Regions from separate parts of the Sus scrofa genome. Here region 1 is linked to region 2. The links are chromatin contacts, called in public Hi-C maps. All regions are on one chromosome and are shown on one strand. The core of a region is the stretch at or near the end of the contact, and the rest is flanking DNA. Distances in the headings are between cores, read along the strand shown.

Evidence for each region. A called contact is a pair of places that touch in the nucleus more often than the background predicts.
Region 1: a Hi-C map of skeletal muscle shows a contact between it and region 2, with 1.9 times the contacts expected there. The contact joins the promoter of SLC27A4 here to the promoter of GOLGA2 in region 2. A contact is called at or near these places in 2 of 5 promoter capture datasets (both in liver), 18 of 47 Hi-C or Micro-C datasets (alveolar macrophages, blood, embryonic fibroblasts and 10 more) and 2 of 2 datasets of contacts at active chromatin or transcription factors (alveolar macrophages and skeletal muscle).

The regions. Positions count from the first base shown.
Region 1 is chr1:268,772,271-268,775,129 of Sscrofa11.1, reverse strand. It overlaps SLC27A4 (long-chain fatty acid transport protein 4), which reads right to left and starts at 1,338. Exons shown (of 12, transcript XM_021069619.1): 1 at 1,028-1,338. It overlaps TRNAR-UCU (a tRNA gene), which reads left to right and starts at 1,636; the gene lies at 1,636-1,726.
Region 2 is chr1:268,719,774-268,722,506 of Sscrofa11.1, reverse strand. It overlaps GOLGA2 (golgin subfamily A member 2), which reads left to right and starts at 1,333. Exons shown (of 26, transcript XM_021069501.1): 1 at 1,333-1,496. It overlaps SWI5 (a long non-coding RNA gene), which reads right to left and starts at 2,275. Exons shown (of 5, transcript XR_001306646.2): 1 at 1,973-2,275; 2 at 1,625-1,673.

The DNA of each region.
Region 1 (2,859 bases), core at 89-2,588, 53 kb before region 2:
AATGACCTTGGGCAAGTCCCTTCCCCACTTTGGTTCTCAGTCCTCCCCTCTGTAAAATGGGTGTGAAGAGAATTGCTCTCAGAAGCCCTTCCAGTCAAAACAGAACAGTCCACTCTCCTGACGTACAGGGTCCTAACCAAAATGGCTTAGAGTGGGAACTGACTTTAGCGCTTCTGTCTCAACTCTCCACCCAGAGACTTAGGGAGTTTGTGTGGATGATCAGGCCAAGCCACAACACCCAATCTGGAGAAGGAGCCCTGCTCAGTCCCTGCCCAAAGGCCCAGGCAGCGCCATGCCTCTGCTGGCCCACAGAGGGCGATGGAGAAAACAGGTTAGAGCCTGGAGGTGCTACCGCCCAGAGGGGAAAAGTGATACAGGGAGAGGAAGAGGGCCTTGAAGGCACCCCCACAAATACACTCAGCAAGCCACTCAGATCAATCTTTGGGAATGGGGCCTTAAGGGGAGAGGAACAGCTGGCGGGGCTAGGATTACGGCTCCTGGCGTTTTAAACACTTGCTTGAGGTGCAACCGATGCGACTGTTTTCCTTCAGGTTCTCCTATTCTTGGGGAGGGGCTGAAGGTCACGGCTATGATGTAGCCTGAGAGTCTCCAGGTCAAGATGAGGACATGAGCTCACCTGAGACCACCTCCCCCTCCTCAAAGCGAGAAGCAAAAGCCCGGCGGGGGACCGAACCAACGCCCCCAAACTCAAATGCCAAGGGTCTCCAAGGTCCTCAGTTCTCTGGGCTCCCAGAGCCCACCAGGGCAGAAGGCAAGAACTCGTCCCGGAAGGCTGGGCGATGGGACCAAGGGGAGGAAAGGGGATGCCCAGATCCCTCGGGCCTCGATCCTGGGTCACTGTGGACCGCCCTGGCCTCTAAAAAGCCAGGGGAGTAGCAGAATGCCCAGCTGGAGACAGAGCACCAGGGCGCGTCCCCGACCCAGGCGGGTACCGCCACCTCTCCAGGACTCGGCCGGGCACATTCCCCAGCCCGAGGACCCACTCACTGCCCTGACCTGTACTCACCTGATGTCGGCTCCGCCAGTCCAGATGCAGCTCTGCTGTGGTAGCAGAGTGGGGAGCGCGGGGGGCATCAGCTGCGCCCGGGCGCGCAGAGCCGGGTCTCAGCAGAGCTTCGCCAGCTCTGCGCCCAGCAGGGCCCGGCCACCCGGCCGGCCCCGCCCGCCTGCGGCGCTCCTCCCCCGCCTGCCTCCCGCAATCCAAACCAGCTGCGCCGGCCGGCAACACCGCCTCCCGCGCCTCGCCCACCGCGAGCAAGCCGCAGAGCTGGCGGCGCCGCCCGACCCGCCGCCCCTGCGCGAGCGACGGCCTCCGGCGGTGTCCCGCGCGGCACGCTGGGAGTTGTAGTCCGCGCCGCGCAGCCCCGCCCCGCCCGGCCGCAGAGACCCCTGGGGCGGGAAGGTGACAGGCGCACTCTGCCCGAGCCCTGACCCCTCTGTCCCCGGCGTCCCTTCGTGGGAGGAGAGCACCCCCACCGCACTGTTGGCGGAGAATCCGGAGTCCACACTCCGGAGACAGGAACAGAATTTGGCCAAGGCCCAGCGCCACACCTAGAAGAGCGGGAAAAGGGCGGTTTACAACAGAGGTGAGCTGGAGGGCAGACAGCAGTAACTGGCTCTGTGGCGCAATGGATAGCGCATTGGACTTCTAGCCAACCCAAGCGTGGTGATTCAAAGGTTGTGGGTTCGAGTCCCACCAGAGTCGAGGTTTTGACAGCTCCTTTCAAAGGACATTTCCTCTTTGAAATTTTGTGGCCTCCCAGGCCCTAAGGTTCAGGAGACCCACACAATCGTTCCTGCAGACCTGAGGCTGACACTTCTGCTTCTGGGACAGCAATAAAGTTGGGCGTTGGGATTCCTGCACAGGAAGCCTTTCCTTTCGTTGATATCCTGAAAGCAATGTGGCACACCTGCTGGTACAAAGGGCACGGCGCCTTGAGACTAGTACATATCTTTGGCCTCTGGTCGGTCCGGACCCTGCAGCAAATCAGTCTCTAAGCAGCCTCTGACCACAGTTTCCATACCACCTGCCCAGCCCCAGGCCATCTGCCAGCTTCCCAGCTCTATGTCACTCTGGGCTTCTGAAAACTTGGTGCCTTGATAATCAAACGTGTTGAGCATCCACAGTTGCTACCTGTCCTTAAATAGAGCCCTTACTCCCATAATCCAGTAGGAGTCCTTAAAAGCAAGGAAGGACAGTTTTCAGGGTATATTTATAGGCGTTGAAAGCGAAAATTTGGTCTGACAAGTATTTGAACCCATTTCGTCCAGAGTACAGGCTGCCTCCTTTTGGGGGAACTCACTAAATTAAAGCACCACCTCCCTCCCCCGTTGCATCCAGGAGGTATGAGGTGCAGTGGTTCTGGGTGTGGACATTGGCATCCAAGGGGCTTGGGTCAACTCTGCAGTGGAAAATTCAGAGTCTGGGGTTCCCACTGTTACTCAGCAGAAACGAACCTGACTAGTATCCATGAGGACATGGGTTGGATCCCTGGCCTTGCTAAGTGGCTTAAGGATCTGACGTTGCCGAGAACCGTGGTATAGGTCACAGACACGGCTCGGATTCTGCGTTGCTGCGGCTGTGGTGTAGGCTGGTAGCTACAGCTCCGAATCAGCTCCTAAACTGGGAACATCCATATGGTGCAGATGCAGCCCTAAAATCACCAAAAAAAAAAAAAAGAAAAGAAAAGAAAAAAGAAAATTGTCTCCATTTCTTATACAGAAAAATGAGGACGGGAGTTCCCGTTGTGGCACAGCAGAAACGAATCTGACTAGGAACCATGAGGTTGCGGGTTCGATCCCTGGCTTTGTTCAGTGGGTTAAGGATCCAGTGTTGTT
Region 2 (2,733 bases), core at 84-2,583:
AAACTCATCTTTACCTGGTCCCCAGTCTGACCCGAGAATCCACTTCAGGTCCACCTCTTGGGTTCTCCTCTCAAATCTATGTTATCCCTGGGTTTATAGTCTCACTGGGTAGCAAAACCCTTCTGTTCATCTTTGTCCTTTCTGGCTCTAAAAGCTTCAAGGGCTGGTGCCTGATACTCGGCTAGTCTTCAGGAAATGGGTGTTGGAGCAACTCTAATACAAGAGACAGAGGCAGACGTGGTTCCCATATTTAGGATAGGGGCTTTTAACCAGTCAACGGACCATGAGTAAATACTAGCTGCCAGGCACAGGCAAAGGCTCCAGAGGTTTAGCAATGGATAAGACATCCAGGCTTGATCCCCTGCCCTCATAGACTGTAGAGCCTCGTCCCAGACATAAAACACCCAACAATTAGGCTCTTCTTCCAGAGAGTCCCATTTACAGCTCTCCTCACAGGTCCCACCTCATCAGAAAAGGCTTCCTGACCACCCCAGCTAAAATGGCCACTCCTCAGTCACTCACGAGCCCCTTGTCCTGATGTTTTCTTTCTTTCTTTCTTTTTTTTGGCTTTTGTTGTTTCAAGGCCGTACCCTCAGCATATGGAGGTTCCCAGCCTCAGGGTCTAATTGGAGCTATAGCTGCCTGCCTACACCACAGCCACAGCCATGCCAGATCTGAGCCACATCTGCGACCTACACCACAGCTCACAGCAACGCTGGATCCTTAACCCACTGAGCGAGGCCAGGGATCGAACCTGCAACCTCATGGTTCCCAGTCGGATTTGTTTCTGCCGCGCCACCACGGGAACTCCCTGTCCTGATGTTTTTAACATCAGTCACCACCCGACATGTTGTACATTTCAGGAATAATATTATGTTCATTGTCAGTCTTATACCCCGGGGCTGTAAACACCATGAGAGCAGGGACTTTGTTTTATTCACTGCTGATTGCCCTGTGTCTATAACAGTCTCTGGCGCATAGCAGGTATTATCTCAAATGAGTCCGTCAAACAGCCAATCAACTAACTGCCATCTGCAAAGTGCTTTGAAGTACAGGGAGCCAAGGGAGTGTCTCACAGAGCCACTGGCCTGAGCCAGAAAGTGGGGCTGAGATTTCTCTGAGGAAGCTCAGCTTTAAAGGATGCGTAGGTATCAGTTTGGCCAAAAGCTGGAAAAACAGTATCCCAGACAGGGGTCAGTGTATCCAAATGCCCAAGACAGGAGAGAGCACATGTGTTTGAGGGAATGAGAGTGGTTTCCAAGGGGGTGGAACGGGTGAGGGAGGGACAGTGGGAGGGAGGGACAGTGGTGTGGAAAGAAGGAAACCAACCAACCACTTGTGGCGCTGGCAGGAAGGAGGAGAGACGGAGCCCACTTGCAGAGCCTGGGGTACCACTGACGAACGCCAGGATGCTCTTTCTTTTTTGAAGCTTGGTGGGCAGGAGGAAAAGAAGGGGAAGGACTGCGAAATGACCTGGACTTTCTCCGCAGAATGAGGTCAGCTGAGGGAAGACCTCGAAGAGGGCAGCGGGTGGGTCAGCCGCTGCTGGGGACGGAGAGGGGGGCTGGGAGCCGAGGGAGCTAACCGGGTGGGAGGGCCGGAGAGGGGGCAGAGGCATACTCACAGGGGATCGGAAGGCCCCGCGGCAGCTTTTGGAAAGTCCTGGTTGAGTCCTGGAGAGGAATCCAAGGGAAAAAGTTGATTGGACCCAGAGTCCGCCTCGGCAGGAAAGCGGTACTCTGGGGGTGTGAGAGGAGGGACAGCCGTGCGGGAGGAGCGACCGCGACTGGATGCTCCCGGGATCAGGGTGGGGTTCCTCGAGGAGGGTATTCGGACAGGGGGTAGAGTGTGGAGGAGCGGATGGAGGCCTCTGGAGCTGATCTCAGGGAAAAGAAAGTTGGGGGCAAAGCTACGGGAGCGAGAGGGACTGGGAAGGGATGTGCTTTCCCCGTGCTGTCCGCTCCTCGCCCACCTCCTCAGCCCTGGGGTTCGGGGCCCCCGACTCGGGGGGGTCTGCAGTGCAGGAGGGTCCAGGGCGAGGGCGAAAAAGAGGCCTCTCAGCCCGCCAGCTATTCCGAATCCTGTGATGGAGACCAGGAGTCGTTATACAGCCAGCTGCGCGCGCACCCTGCGAGAGCAGGCCCCGCCCCTCCCCCCGCCGAGGTGGGCGGGGACCGCGGCTGCGCGCGCAGCCTGTATTATGACTCCACCCGTTCCACCTGGCTCGCGGCGGCCTAGCCACGCCCCCTTTTCCTTTCATCTTTCCAATCGGCCAATGGGATTGGAGAATCTAGGCCACGCCCACGCCGCTGCTGCCTAGAACCGCCCCGGTCCCTCCTTTTCTGGCTCAGTCGCACAGTGGCGCGGTGACTGCCGGAAGCAATTCCGCGGTGGTTGCCGGGATCGTGCTGATGTGGCCCCCCCTTCCCCCGCCCCGTCCCGGGATGTCGGAAGAAACCCGACAGAGCAAATTGGCTGCGGCCAAGAAAAAGGTAAAACACGCGGGGTCGCGGCTCCCTGACTCAGCCCGAGACCCCTTCGATGGCCGGGCCATGGCCAGAGTCTGTGCTGCCTCCAAGGCACACGGGGCGAGCCCCTCGGCGCCCCTTGGCGCCCCCCTCAAAAAGTCTTCTCAGCCAGTCCCGCCCCCTGGCAGCCCAGCCCCCGCCCTCACTCGTCACCCCCGGGTGACTTTGGGCTGGTGACCCCCGGGGCTTCCCGCTTCAGGTTCGG